Linked DNA regions of Mus musculus: region 1 is linked to region 2. A link is a contact called in public promoter capture Hi-C data. All regions are on one chromosome and are shown on one strand. The core of a region is the stretch at or near the end of the contact, and the rest is flanking DNA. Distances in the headings are between cores, read along the strand shown. Region 1 holds the start of Odf3b (outer dense fiber of sperm tails 3B). Region 2 overlaps Ppp6r2 (protein phosphatase 6, regulatory subunit 2).

Region 1 (3,481 bases), core at 617-3,116, 140 kb before region 2:
CACTAGTAAACTAAAAGAGAGAAAAGATAGGCCAATTTAATACCAGTACTTGGGGGCAGAAGGCGAATCTCTGAGTTTGAGGCTAGCCTGGTCTACAGAGCAAGTTCCAGGACAGCCAGGGCTACACTGAGAAACTATCTCAGAAAAACAAAACAAAAATAGACTTTAGTTCCTTCCAGAGATCCTAAGATGGTTCAACATATGTAAATTAATGTAGCATAAATGGCCTTAAAGACAGAAATCACATGGCTGTCTCCACAGATCCCAAAAAGGCTTCAACAAAATCTAATTATGATCAAATCCCCGAAGAAAAAGGGACAGAAGGAACATATCTTAATACAATAAACACTAAGTATGCCAAACCTACAGCCAACATTATACTAAAGAGAAAAACACGTAAAAGCATTTTCATGAAAACCAGGAACAAGGCAGAATAATTAGTTTCTCCATTTTTACTCAGCATATTTCCTGAAGTCTTAGCTATAGCAATAAAAGAAAATAAAAAACGGGCCCACTTAGGAATAGAAAGCAAAGTACCCTTGTTTGCAGACTCTATACATAAGAGACCCTGAAGACTCATTATGTAGACTTGCCTGCTCTTGAATTCACAGCCAACCTGCCTCTGTGTCCTGAGAACAGGGAGAGATACCAGCTGTGCATCACCACACTGGCTTGGTATCTGATCTTTTGTTGACTATTACTTTCACCTTGATCAAGCCCACTGAAAGACCCTGCTTTTGCAAATAGATACTTATCATTTCTGCTATTTTTTATCCTTTTGTTGCCGTTTCTTTTGCTTTGGTTGAGTCAGGATCACCGTGTGTATTTCAGACTGGTCCTGAACTTGAGACCCTCCAGCCCTAGCTCTGAATACTGGAACTACCTGTTTACTCTGCTTTCTTTTTTTCTTTCTATTTTCTTCCTTTTTTTTTTTCTTTCTGTTTTTTCCCCTCAGCTTGCAAAATGAATTCTAAACATCATTAAAATGTTCATTGACACTGTTATCTTAGGGCTATAAATTTTTCTCTACTTCAGATGCATCCTATTCCGTTTTCCTCTGAAGTATTTTGTATCATTCACGACTCAAGGTTTGAGTTTTGATCCCAAAGGTTTTTTTAATTTACTTTTAAAAAAAATTTGTTCAATTGAGAATGTTTTGGAATGCGGTCAAGTCTTGCACTGTAGTCTCTCTAATCAATTTGCATTCTTTTTCTGGCCCAAAACATTAGTTTTGCAAATGTTACATGGGCTTACGTGGATACATAATTAGTGCTTTCTGTATGATTCCTTTATTCTTAAAGCGTCTTTGTCTGCAGATTTATGGCCCAGCCTAATGGCCAACCAGCACCCGCAGTAACGGGAGATGTACCCCAGAGCTCCTCCGCAGACCACAGTAGCAGGAGATAGTACTGAAGGCCCCGGAGGGTGGGGCCAAGCCCTTGGGCTGGTTGCCAGGAAGCCGGCTGGGACATAATGGGGTATGAGAGTTTGACAAGAGGGTTATCAAACTCCCCAGCTTTGCTTCCCCAAGAGGGTAACCACCACCGCAGGTCAGTACCTCTCCAGGCCTTCCCTCGGAGCACCCTGTGCCCCTAAAAGGGCCCTCCCCAGGGCCTCTTTTCCCAACACCTCTAAAACCCCTCTAGCACCCCAAAACTCCCCTTCCACGTTCCCTTTCCACGGTCTGGGTTCAAACTTGGCCTGTATTTAAACACTGGTACCGAAGCGCCTGGGATAGGCGGCCATGGATGGCTTTGAAGCTCGCTCCTGCCCTAGCGCACCCGCCTCCCATCCTGGGAAACTATTGTTTGTTTTCCGGTGCCCTGGGATACGCGTTAGCTTTGTCCTCGGTCCTGCTGGTCCACAGTGGAGCTGGGGAAGTGTGTCTCCTAGGAATTCCTTCCACAGGTGCTGCAAGCCATAAGCGCCCCCACCAGCGCTATGGGCTCAGAAGTCTGGGTCGGCACTTGGCGGCCACATCGGCCCCGCGGCCCCATCGCGGCGCTCTACAGAGGCCCGGGGCCAAAATACAAGCTGCCAACGAACACCGGTAGCAAGGGCGGATGCAGGGGAGGAAACTGGGAAGGTGGGACTGTGGGCGGTCTACACTGGTGCCAGGAGGCCAAGGAACTGGAGAACTGTGCCCGAAGCAAAAAGGGAGGGCAGAAGATTAGAGGTTCTGTGCGGGAGCTGCGTTGGTGAAATGGGAGAGGGAACAGAGCTGGCAGCCTCTGGGTCTTGCGGGAGGTGACGCGGGAATGCGCCCCCAGGTTACAAACTGCACGACCCGTCTCGGCCGCGAGCCCCCGCCTTCTCCTTCGGCTCGCGTCCACCCTTGCGGCATGCAACCTGCGGACCCGGGCCGAGTTACCTGGTGCCTGCTCGCATGACTGTGCGCGGCACAGTTGGCTCCCCGGCCTTCTCCATCTACGGTCGCCTAAGCCACACGGCGCCTGTCCTCACTCCGGGACCGGGTCAGCACCCTGGGGCCCGGGTCTCCCCAACGTGGAACTGCCTCCAAGAACGCCCACCAGGAAATTCCCCGGGAACCTCCTACCCATACCCAAAAACCCGATCCTCACTGTGGCTCCCATTTCTCCCTAGTGCCAAGACCCCAGGCTAGGCTTCCCGTAACTTACCCCACCCCAGTTCTGGCCCACACTCTTGGTCCATCCCATAGGCAGGTACTACCCAGAACGCGCGAGAAATGTGACGTACCCCAGCGCTCCTCGGCATACCATCGCTCCCCGAAACTGGGGCATCCTCGCAAAGCAAGAAACCCCAGGTGAGGCCTCAAGGGCTGGATCCAGCACTAGGGACCTTCCTATACCCCAACCCGCAGTCTGCCGTAAAGGCAAGGAGATTGGACCATTGGACCTCTTGCTGACTCCTCCTTAGGCCCTGGGTCCTACACCGTGCCTTCGCTCTTGGGCTCACGAGTCATAAGCAAAGTCTCAGCCCCAACTTACTCCATCTACAGCCGCAGCCCTGTGGGCAGCTGCTTCGAGGACCTCAGCAAGGTGGGGAAGGGTCTGCCCGCTGCATATGCAGTCCCTAGTAGTCAAGAGAGTCTGTGACGTTGGGGGTGGTGCAGAACTCCAGGCACCTCACCACTCAGGAAACTGAGGCAGGAGTTCAAAGCCGGCCTGGGGTACATAGTGAGATTTTAGCTTGAGGAAAAAAAAAAAAAAATCAGCTGATCACAAGGAACAGAGGCTGTACCCAGCACCCATCCTGTCCTCCTTAGACCCCAGGCCCTTGTGCCTACCACGTAGTGAATCCTATGATCTACAAGACTCGAGCCCCGCAGTTCACGATGCTGGGGAGGACTCTGCCACCCCGAGAGAACACCAAGAAGCCAGGACCTGCATCCTACAGCGTGGACAAGGTGGTCTGGAGTCGAGGGTCAAGGGGCAGGGGATGAGGGACTGAGGTCTAAGGCATGGGTCAAAGTCCCCAGGGAAATGGCATCCCTGTATGA
Region 2 (3,393 bases), core at 789-3,288:
TTGTGTATATATGCAACTTTAAAAAAAGGTGTTTTCATTCAGGGAATAGTTTTGGCTGGTTTACCTGAAAATAAAAGAAAAAGTATTTAATTTTCCTTTATAGAGTTAATTTTGCATCTTAGTTTCTTTTCCTGATTCTGTGATAAAATGCAAGAACAACTTAAGGAAGGGCTGGTTTAGCTCTCCGTTCCAGGCCCTTCAGAAGGAACTGGGGGCAAGCAGTCAAAAACCACCTGTACTCAGCCCACCGTCTCCTCACACAGTCTAAGGTCTGCGCACAGAATGGCGCCGCCCACAGTGGGCAGGCCTTCCCACCTCAGTCACTGCAATCAGAATAGTCTGCAGACATGGCCATTTCCCAAGTGATTCTAATCCTGTCAAGTAGCTGACAATGTTATCACACTAACGAAAATGTCAGACCAAAAAGAAAAGAAAAGAAAAGAAAAGAAAAGAAAAGAAAAGAAAAGAAAAGAAAAGAAATCAAGAGCCATTATTGTGATTGTCATCTTGATGGGACTGAGAAGCACCTAGGAAGCTATAAAGCACTTCCGGGTGTGTCTGAAGGCATCCAAGAGATGATTGATTATGGTGGAAAGATCTGCCTTGAATGTATTGTTGATACCATCTAATACGCTCAGGGCCTGAAAAAAGAATAGCAGAAAAAAGGAGAGGCTAGCTAAGAGCTTTCTATCTTTTTCTTTGTCTTATTCTTTCCTTCCCTCCTTCCCCTCATTCTTTTCTATCCTTCCTGGTTCCCATGACGTGAGCTGTTCTGCTCTGCCATGGTCTCCCCACTGTGAAAGAGTAAGACTGCTCAGCCTATGAAACAAAATCATCTTCTCTCAAGTTGTTTATATGGGTATTCTGTCACAGAAATGTAAAACCAACACACCAGCCGGGCTGGGACTGTGTTTCTACTGTTATAAGCACTGGATTCTCTTCTAGAGGATCTGGGTTTAATTCCCACATCCAATTCTCCAGTTCTAGGGGACCTGATGCCCTCTTCTGGTCACCACAGTCATTCAACATGCACACATGAACACATGCAGACATACACATATAAGCAAAATACTCATTTAAATTAAAATGATTCGGGGGGAGTAGGCACTGTCATGACTAAACAATAGGGTTCTTTGTATTTTGAGAGTTTTTTTTTTTTTAAAGACAGTTTATGTAGCCCTGGCAGGCCTGGAAGTGACTATGTAGACCAAGGTGGCCTTACAGAAAGTTCTTTCACTGCCTCCCTGTGCTGAATTAAAGGCATGCCCCACCATATCCAGATTCACAGTGTAAGGTTTTATTGTTATTTTGTTTTGGTTTTGAGACAGGGTATCACAATGAGGCCTTGGCTGGCCTGACATTCACTAAGTAGACCAGGCTGGCCTCACACTCAGAGATCTAACTGCCGTCCACATGCTGGGATTAAAAGTGTGTGCCACCACACCCAGCCACAATGAGGTTCTTAAGACTCCAGAGCTCATGTGATTGTTGGAGGTATTTGGAACAGCTTGGAGAAAGACATTAGAAAGACTTTAGGATGCTACAAGATGAGATTTCTATGTAATTCTGCTGGGATCTCAGAAGATCAGAATACTGACAGGGGTGTGGGAAAGAAAGAGCAATTCTATATAGAAGCAACATCTATATTAGGAACTGGATTACAGGCCACTTGTATTACATTGCAGGGGGAAAATTCGTCTATATTCTGTCAGTGAATAGAGACTGTGTGGAGGCTGGGTTTATTTGTTTGTTTGTTTTTAATATGTATGGGTGTTTTGCCTGAATGTGTGTCTGGGGATTGGATGCCCTGGAACTGGATTTATAAATGGCTGTGAGCCACCAGGTAGGTGCTGTAAGTTGAATCTGGGACCTCTGGATAAGGAGTCAGAATTCCTAACCACTGAGCAATCCCTCTAGCTCCTTGAAGGCTAAGTTAAAGGTGAACAACTAGCTTCTGGTGCAGGCCCAGGGTCTCCCAAGCCCTTTCATTCCTGTCTCTCCAGACTTCCTCTTTATACTACCACAGCCTCTCAGCAGAGGCTCCTCCACCCTACTCATTTCCTGAGGCCTCTGCCTCTTGGTTCAGATTCAGCTTTCCCTTCTGGCTTCTCCACTCCTTTGTGTCAGCCAGCAGTCCTCAAAAACTCTTTTTACCAGGGATTCCCAGTGGCATGCTGGGCTGGTACAACGAAAGGCAATTTTCACTCTCCTTCCTGTCTATCCCCGCTGCTGATCTTTCAGGGGTGTGGTGTGTGTGTGTGTGGGTTAGTCTTAGTCCTGTAGCAGCCTACCTGCAAGAGCTCCCCCCTCCTGCCGTCTCCACTCACTGAGGACTCTGTCTCTTGGTGCAGATCCCAGCCTCCCTAGCTCTTCCCTGTGGACTTATTGCTTCATTTTGCTTTGAATATTTTTTTTGTCTTATTGTTCTTTTGCTTGTTTATTTTTTTATCTTTGTTTTGTAGGAGGAATTGTATTTCTTGACTTTGTTTGTTTATTTGTTTGTTTTTTTTGTTTCGTTTGTTTCTTTGAAAATAGACAGAAAAAAACAAAACCATTAAGTTGAGTAAGTAGGATCAGAAAGGAACCTGAAGAAGACAAAACCATGATCTTAAAAAAGTGATGAATTAGCTGATTATCTAGCACAGGAAACTCACTGCATGCTGGCGTTCAGGCTGAAGCATGGATATAAGTGGCTGCGCTATCTAGAGAAGCTCACAGCATGGGTATGAGCAGACCCACGGCAGAAGAAAGGCCTGAAAGCTTTCCACTTGCTCAGCAAAGCACCCCATGGAAAGTGGGGGCCTGGGGAAGTGTGGCTGTTGGAAAGGCAGAGGTGCTTAGAAAGAAGCCAAGTACTTGGCATCAGGACAATAGGAACCGGCCACTATCACTTTAGTTGAGGCAGAAAGCTTTTATGTCTTTTGAAAGACAGCTCTAGGCATCCGACTCATGCTCAGGCACTTAGGAAAGTGTTTCCCGCACATTCAGCCGTCTAAGCACCCATGGTCCAAGGGGTGCCAGCTACTGACCAAGCTGGCGGCAGACTGGGCACTGCCCATATGATGCTCAGGGCTGGTAGTCTGAGTGCTATAAAAACAAAAACAAAAACCAGGCCGAGCAAGCCAGAAGCAGCACCACTCCATATCCTCTATATCACCAGCTCCTGCCGCCCGCCAGGCTCTTGCCCTGTGTTCAGTGATGAACTATAAGGCAGAAGTGTAAACAAAATAAAACCTTTCCTCCCCATATTGCGTTTGGTCACAGTGTTCTATCATAGCTATAGAAACTCTAAGGCATAAAATTACTGAGGCTTCCATTCTGGTTTCAAAGAAAAGTCTGGAAGGTCAGGCAATGTGTAGTAGGGTCTGGATCCCCAAAGAAAGGCCCTGGAGA

The links. Promoter capture Hi-C pulls out the DNA fragments that hold promoters and counts their contacts.
Region 1: a contact with region 2 is called in a promoter capture Hi-C map of the HPC-7 cell line. The contact joins the promoter of Odf3b here to the enhancer-like site in region 2. A contact is called at or near these places in 10 of 39 promoter capture datasets (the C10 cell line, the HPC-7 cell line, HPC-7-derived erythroid cells and 7 more), 4 of 15 datasets of contacts at CTCF or cohesin (CD8 T cells, the NIH/3T3 cell line, large pre-B cells and 1 more), 20 of 484 Hi-C or Micro-C datasets (B cells, the C2C12 cell line, CD4 T cells and 13 more), 14 of 115 datasets of contacts at active chromatin or transcription factors (the HPC-7 cell line, the SCID.adh cell line, T-cell acute lymphoblastic leukemia and 10 more) and 3 of 9 other capture datasets (adipose tissue, liver and pancreatic islet).

The regions. Positions count from the first base shown.
Region 1 is chr15:89,377,639-89,381,119 of GRCm38.p6, reverse strand. Odf3b (outer dense fiber of sperm tails 3B) reads left to right here and starts at 1,866. Exons shown (of 5, transcript NM_001013022.1): 1 at 1,866-2,050; 2 at 2,271-2,474; 3 at 2,681-2,785; 4 at 2,899-3,020; 5 at 3,248-3,481. The coding sequence starts at 1,942. The coding sequence ends at 3,424.
Region 2 is chr15:89,238,831-89,242,223 of GRCm38.p6, reverse strand. It overlaps Ppp6r2 (protein phosphatase 6, regulatory subunit 2), which reads right to left. Exons shown (of 25, transcript NM_026813.2): 2 at 1-64. Among named protein-coding and RNA genes, the nearest start is that of Ppp6r2, 29 kb to the right of the region's middle. Within about 2 kb of position 2,038, at least 54 of the 459 cell types and tissues checked have an H3K27ac peak or open chromatin away from gene starts, as enhancers often do. A contact at or near this core is called in the G1E-ER4 cell line, the HPC-7 cell line, adipose tissue and 5 more, where this site is marked.